Regions from separate parts of the Zea mays genome. Here region 1 is linked to region 2. The links are chromatin contacts, called in public Hi-C maps. All regions are on one chromosome and are shown on one strand. Each heading gives the region's core, a stretch centred on a gene start, on an enhancer-like site or on the middle of the called end of the contact. The rest is flanking DNA. Distances are from core to core; before and after follow the strand shown.

Region 1 (3,947 bases), core at 1,393-3,892, 300 kb before region 2:
GACTGATGGACATTTTTTTTATGAAATTATAACTTTGCTCTTCCTATTACACAATAGTCCTTCATAATTGAGGGAATACAATTTCACCATTTTACACCGTTGACGTGTCGTATATGACTTTTCTCCTCCTCGGAGACTTCCTTTGGCTTCCTTAGCTGGAAAACAATCCTAAAGGCGTCGAAGCTTCGTTTCATCTACCTTTGGCTCCCCGTCATCTTCAACTTTGTACCTCGTCCGAAGCTTCGACGACACTCCGTGTGAAGCTTCCTTATCCTACGACTTTGATTTAAATCATTATCTTGAAAAAATGTCTAAACAAAGATCTTGGTTAACAGGAACCTTCCACCAGAGACCTTCTCCCCAACAATATCCATTATGTAACCGATCAAAATCATATTTACTATCTATTTTATTTTTTTCTCTATATCTTGTTGTTCGTTACATCTTCCTATAAGTTTTGACGACGTTCTAGGTGATCTTGCCCATTCCAGGATAAACTCCACTACTTCCCCTTGACAAGTCTTTTTCGAGAGATGTTAGAAAGTCTATCTAGTGAAAAATATACATCATGTTTGGTTTGAGGAATAAGATAGTCTATAGACTATCGTCTTCCCACTCCTCATTTTTTTGTTTGGTTCACAAAATAGAATGAATTGATCAATCGCCATTTCATTTCTCATAGTCTAATAATTAGTAATAATACGAGAAATGAGTTCATTCCATCAAATTTATGGAATGAATTCATGATATAACACCTGAATTTATTTTTCAAACCAAACACCTCCATAATTAATACTGACTTAACCGTTCTCTAAGTTGGTTTTATGGATCTGCTTTGCTCTTGTGTGTATCGATCACGGACGTACTAGCCCTTACTGTCACTGATATATCTTACTGATATATAATCCGGAATTCCGGATCTTCAGCTGTGTGTTATATGGAAAGGTGGCGTGACAAATTGCACGCGAAATTTTCTTGCTTTCCAACTTTTACAATCACAATGGAAAAACTATTTTATTTTCACCTAGCATTTTTAGTTAGTACTAAAAAGATCTACGTATTTTTTTTTGTACAAACACTACTAGTGACTAGAGTGAAGCTACGAGCTGAGGCTGTCGCACCGTGCCGGAGCGAAGGACAAGCGGTCGTTCTCGAGGTCGTACACGACGTGCGTGTTCTGCTGCTGGAAGTTGCCGATGACGGTCTGCTCCCCTGGCGCGGCGTCCAGCACGACGCACAACACGCGTGCGCCGAGGTCCTCGAACACGTAGTTGCCGCGTGGGAGCTCCCAGTCGGCGCCCTCCAGGTGCAGCGCGTCAGCGACGGGACGGCGGGGCGGCGCCACAGCGCCGACACGGGCAGCGCGAAGCAGACGTCGAGCGCCGACCCCTCCACGCCGCTCGGCGGCAGCCCGACCTGCGCCGCGAACTCCGCCTTCACGGCCTCGTACACTTCCTCGGGAAGCGTCGTGATGGACGCGCCCGAGTCGATGATCGTCGACCGGAACTTCGTCTCCGGAACCGGCAGCCGTGTCTTGCCGACGGATATGCCCTTAAGCGAGAGGAAGTAGAGCGAGGGCTGCGAGGGGTTCTTGAAGAGTGGGGTGGTGCGGACCTCGCCGCTGTGCGCGTGGCTGTAGAGCGCGGCCGGCGCGCCGCCAAGAGTGACGATGCTGCTCTTGGAGTCGAACATGGATGTGAAGCAGTAGGAGAAGCTCGTGGCGTTGAGCTGGGAGGGGAGTGACCACCTCCCCCTGCCAAAGCCGGCGATACCGGTCTCGTTCGACTGGAACACGCCCTTGTTGAAGTGGCCGCAGCCGAAGGTCAGGCGCCGCGTGGCGGGGAGGCTGCCGTCGCCATTACGACGGCCGTTGTCCCCGAAGGTGAAGCGGTCGGTGGCGATCTTGCCGACGGTGACCGACTTATCGCCGTAGTGGTAGACGTAGACGCAGCTCCGGCCGCCGCACGACGTGAACGGGAGCGCGCGGCACCGCGGCGCGCCGCAGGGGAGCGCGGCGTACGTGGAGGACGCCGCGGGGTCCAGGAGCGGGATGCCCTGGTCGAAGCAGTCGCGGCAGGGCGCGCACTGCGTCCAGACGAGGTCGCTGCCGGTGTCGAGCGTGAGCGCCACGGGCCGCGGCGGCGTGCCGACCGCCAGGTGCACCAGATACTCGTTCGTCGCAATCCCGCCGGCGGCGGCGACGAGCCCTGCGCGCACCCGCGCGCGCACGGGGCGTTCGTGCGAGGACAGGAGCCGGCGGCGCGCCCTGGCTCGGTGCGCCATTCGCCGCACGAGCTCGGGCCTCGCGAAGCCGCGGCCGGCGTCGGAGTGCGTGAGCAGCGCCACCACGACGCCGGCGCCGGAGACAGGCGCCGCGCGCACGGGGAGGGAGATCAGTACCAGCAACGCCACGAGCTGCTGCATAGCTTGTATTGAGGTTACAGGAGCTTGCCACAGGGACCGCGCTGCACATTTATGCTCCCAAAAACACGCGGATCATGGCGATCAGTGACCAGTAGGAATTGGCATCGGATTAAGGACTGGATATAGTAGTTCAGAGGAGTGAGGACAGGTAATTAGGTGATGCCTGCTTGTTTTCTAAAAGAAAATTGTATAAGGCCGTTTTGGCATGCACTCTTTTGTTCAGTATTTTGCACACTCGGCGACAAAACAAGATGTAAATGAACTGGTGAAGACGCTGGGACGGCACCAGCGTGTATGTTTGACCCTTTCCTGACGTCTTTTTAAAGATCGTATGAGCTATGCTCCAGAGAACTTCTAAGACGCAGAAATATGTGTTTGGATGACTACAACTGCGTGCTATGCAGTCTTTTTAACCCTCATATCTGAGCAACAAATTGCCCTTCTTCATGGAAGCACTAATAACCATTTGTTGGTTTTAGTGGCGGACGCATAATGAAAATTCATAGGAGGCCAAGAAAACCACGCGACAAAATCAAACAAGACTCTAAAAACTAGTGTTGCATAAAATTAAAGTTTCATATTAATACATAATACATGTTTAAAGAAAAAAACTTTATAAATAGAAAAACAAATATACTACTAAGTTCCTGTTAACTAAGACAATTACGTCCTTCTCTAGTTTTGAGACGTTGAAATTGTCGAATAATGATCTCATCATCATTAATGTAGGATATGCAACTATTTCATCTAGATTAAATGCCCTTCTAACACTTGATTGTTCTAAAGTTCTTGTTTATGCAATAGGTGTGTCGTTTACATTGGTATTGTCCTAACCACCGGTCGTGGATCCACCTAAAAGCGGTTGAAAAATCTCTACATTTATCTAAATGAAGAGGAGCAATAATCATCAACTACTTATGTATCCACAATCAAAATTGAACATTCCAATCTAATCCAAATATTCAATCTGTTAATCGAATAAAAAAACCACCACTAAATGAAAGCCATGTGTATCTTGTCCAATATCGATCTCCTCCGCGAAAGGCAGGGCATCCGGAAGGGGGCATGGTTGGGTGGCGTCGCTGATTGAGAGTTAGGACTCGCTGGTTCGCTAAGCTCGTGCGGCCGTGGAGGATAGGTCGTGTTGTTACGATGAGCGATATCAGGCCTGTTAGACGGGTCGGTGCCGCGACAATGATGAGCGAGGAAAGGGTGTCACGAAGGGGGCGAAGTCAGACGGTTTCGCGCGTCGGGAACGAGATGTTAAAGCGGACATGCTCGGGAAGCGTTGGAAAGAATAAAGCTGGATAGATAGATGTGAGATCTATGCTAAGAAGGGCGACGGGAGTCGAGAGGACTAGACCGTCCGGTAAAGAGACCTAGGACAGGGTTGTTTTGGCTCACCCTAAACTTTATTTTCCTTCTATATTTAATATTTGGTATAAGTGGTTTTAGGAAATTGAGGGGGGGGGCATGGCCATATATGATCAGTGCGAAGTGATATGAGATTTTCAGGGGAATGT
Region 2 (3,860 bases), core at 671-3,170:
GCACCGTACAAGGGAGAGACATATCATTTACCGGGGTGGCATATACTAATGAAACAAAAAACAACTAAAGAAAGGTTATTGAATCACTCATTTATTCGCAATAATGTGATTGAGAGATCATTTGGAGTGTGGAAAATGAAGTGAAAATTTTTATATAGAATGCCAAACTATCCTATGTGAAAGCAAAAAATGATAGTTGTGGTGACTATGGAACCCATAACTATATTCGTGAGCATAATGGACACTTTTCGTGATGAGTGTTGACAACTATTTCTATGTATTTGAGCTAGATTGTTAGCTTGAATTTATCTAATGATACTTGATTTAATCTTAACATGTGTAGTGAACAATACAGTGCACTGTTGTTTCCTTTTTAAATTACTTGGCAAACAAAACGTTGTTGTCCTTAAAAATAATAATACATCACCCAAAGGGTATAAGGGACACTTTCCACAAAAATATCAAATATCTAGAGTTAAAGCTGGTCTATGAGACAAACAACGATTCAAATACAGAGCGAATCCACGGTGGAGCTGCTCCATGGTAGAGCTAGTGGAATCTAGTTAAAATTGCTGGACCAGAACATATCATTTTTTTAAGCGTATGCACATCGACTTGTAAGGCTATAGTAGTAGATCATGTATATGATCTTGTAAAACACTCATTGTTTATAAAGTGTTACAAAGTGGAGTTTGAAATATAAGATAAGAATAAGTAAGCTGCTCGAACTAGCCTAACTAGTGAAAATTATCAAGTTGCATTTCTCATGACGTTTTTTACTGAGGTCCTGTAACTTCTATATCCGATGTTTACACAAGAATTAAGAACTCCCCTACCCCTTTTCAGCCACACCAAGAACAATGTGCAAACGGCTGGCTACTAAACGAACATGGCAAGCGTTATTCTTGAGCAAGCAAGCGGCGAAAAGCCGTGGCCGTGACATCGCGCCGCGGCCTGATCCTGCCCCGTTGCGCTCGTCTGCTTCAGTAATTCTTGGTGGGAGTCTCCCCGACGGCGTCCTGCCTGCACTGCTGGAACACGTGCAGGATGTTGCGGTAGGGGCTGCTCCTGGACGACGGCGAGGCGGTGCCCGCGCGGTGGCGCTTGCTGCTCGACGGCCGCGAGTCCGGGCTGAGCGCTTCCTCCCCCTCCTCCGCCCCTTCTCGCGCAGGCCGCTCGACCTCCGCCGCGTCCTTCCGTAGAGTCTCCAGGAACGACTCCTTCAGCGCCCCATCGATCTGATGGATCAGACAAGCGAAACAACGTTTCATCTTCAAGTCACGGCCGATGGAGGAAGGACACCGTGCGGTGTGGGGTTCGAATCGAATCCAGGTGGAGGAGGAGGATTGAGTCGCTCACCGTGAGAGGGCAGAAGTCCGGCATGGGCCACGCGACGGGCCCGCAGTCGTCGAGAGGCTCCGGGAGGGGCTCCACGGGCGCCATCTCCTCCTCCTCCTCCTCCCCTGCGTCCCCGACGCCCACGCCCGCCCCGTCGATGACGACGTCGTCCGCCGCCGCCTCGACCTTATCCTGCGCCCGCCACAAAGGTCACCCATGGTCAGCAAACACCAGCGGGCAACGGCGACTCTATCGATCGTGCACGCTGGGACGGCCGGCCCGGCCGAAAAGAGGGATCGATTCCGGGTACCATGAAGCTCGCGCCAGCCTCCACCATCCGATTCTATCCCCTCCCCGCCTCGCCTCCGATTCAGAGAACGTCCCGGCGTCTTGCCTTCTCCTTCCGGTCGATCGATGCTCGAGGCGGGGATCTTTTCGGACTCACGGCGCGATGTGGTTCGAGTTTGAAATGGGGTGATGGCAGTGGTGCGTGTGGGGGTGGGGGACTGGGGGTAGCGAGGCGAGAGCGTAACGGCCGCATTAATTATGGGAGAGGAAATGACCGCGTTAATTCGGGGCATTTGGGAGGAGAGAGGTGGGGATTTGGGGCAAAAGCAACGGCTACCTTTTGGGCCGTGCCAAACGGGGAAGCCCGCTTGCGGGTATGTCGAGGCGGATCCGATTTGGGGGCAAGTGAAGGGATCCAAGTACTATCGAATCTAGTCATGCATAGTTTTTGTTTTTTTACAATGTCTTTTACGAGTCATTATTAAGTCTATCCTCTAATTTTAAACTACCCATTCTCGATATTCCTGGACAAGATACTTAAAAAAAGGAGTGTACATAATTTTTACAATACATATAATTGTGTAATTATAGTCTCATAGCCCCCTCTGGTTATGTGCACGCGCAACTCTACCCGCTGATTACATTGACAGGTGAGCCCTGTCCGTCTTCACATTGGTCCCGTGGCTTGGACGAAGTCCGCCGCGCTCATAGCCTTCGCTTGGAGGAGCCTTCGCATCTCTCGCTGGCCTGTCTTTGTTGGGGGCCACGACCTAGATGAGTGAGTCTACCGCTCCCGAAGCTTTCTCCTGGAGGAGCCTCGCGTCTTCCATCGGCTTTTGCTACGACGGTGCCATGGTGAAGGCTTCTTGTTTTCGGTCGTCCCACTCAAGATAGGTCGAGGACTCACACACATTTGTCTCTGCAAGCTGATGGCCAATGTCGTCAAAGTTATTACCACACGAAGTCTCTAGTTACCTGCAACATTGCAGTTGGTCGAGGGTTGATAATGACTTCGCTTTGCCGACCGAGGGCCAGGTTGGCCTTCACCCCAACACTTATGCCTATATAATTTATCTTTCGATGGCCACCAAAAATAACAAGGTGACTTTAGGGTGACCACATGTTAGTTGCCAAAAATAAGCTAATTTTTAGGTTTAGAAAATCAGTCGTTGAAAATAACAGGATTACTTTGGATGGCCACGTGTCATACGCCGAAATTTAGCTTATTTTCGACAGGGCGTTAACTTCGTGCCACTAAAAATTAATGTGGTTGCTGAAATTCGTATCCGGTATCCTGATACATTTTCACCCCTAGAGTAGTCCCTGTGTGACACTGAGCCCTCTGCCGTCGACGTCCAGGTCTCCAGCGCGACATGTGCGTGAGCACTTCGTCTCTTCGCCAGGCGTAGAAGCGCAGTGAGCTGGTCCAAGATTCTCATTTCTAAATAGCGACCACTAAAAAGTCGAGTATTTAATTTTTACTAATTATATATACAAGAAAAATATTAATATTTATAACGCACAATAGATATTTTTAAATATATTTTTGAATAAATTTTAATAATGAACTTATTTAGAGATACAAAGGTTACTACTATTTTCTATGAACCTAGTTAATTTTTTTTAAAAAAAATTGACTGATACAAATATCATAGCACTAGTTATTTTAGAACAAATAGTATAATTACTTTCTTTGTTCTCGCAACACACACAAAAAAATCGTTATTTCTTAATAAATTGTGGACGTGAAATAATAAAAAAATGCTGCACATGCCGCAACGATGGCCCTGTCAGTGTCAGCTTGTCCCTGAATGATGTGTAGCACCCAGTCCAGTCCGATAGGTCCAGCCTTTTGCTTGCACCCTTTTGCGAACGTATCCAGTGAGTTCACGGGATCGAGCCGCAAGCTGCGATCGTATAGACTATCCTTCCTGGGCTACAAGCCAAAGGCGTCTTTTACCACTGCCGGGTCGGCGGCGGCAGCAAACAGAGCGGGGCAGCGCGCGCAAGGGAAAAAGCGGCAGTGCGGACAATACAGGGATCTGGGATGGGCAGCCGGCCGGAAGGAACAGGCAAGGATAGACTCTTGTTCGATCGCCTCCCGTCCCGACCAAATCTGCTGCCCCAGACGGTGACGGCAACGCCCCGCCGCCGGCCGCCCAGCGCAGTGTGCTGGACTTCCGCCGTGTTTGGCCGTTACCCCACCCGGCTTGCCTGCCGCTGTCGATGGACGC

Evidence for each region. Hi-C and Micro-C count contacts between places; a contact is called where the count stands out from the background.
Region 1: a Hi-C map of ear shows a contact between it and region 2, with 1.9 times the contacts expected there. The contact joins the promoter of LOC100384018 here to the promoter of LOC103629887 in region 2. A contact is called at or near these places in 4 of 25 Hi-C or Micro-C datasets (ear, leaf, leaf mesophyll and 1 more).

What each region holds. Positions count from the first base shown.
Region 1 is chr6:121,021,018-121,024,964 of Zm-B73-REFERENCE-NAM-5.0, reverse strand. LOC100384018 reads right to left here and starts at 2,642. Exons shown (of 1, transcript NM_001176629.1): 1 at 940-2,642. The coding sequence starts at 2,424. The coding sequence ends at 1,054.
Region 2 is chr6:120,718,405-120,722,264 of Zm-B73-REFERENCE-NAM-5.0, reverse strand. It overlaps LOC103629887, which reads right to left and starts at 1,920. Exons shown (of 3, transcript XM_008650986.3): 1 at 1,649-1,920; 2 at 1,360-1,530; 3 at 613-1,238. The coding sequence starts at 1,675. The coding sequence ends at 984.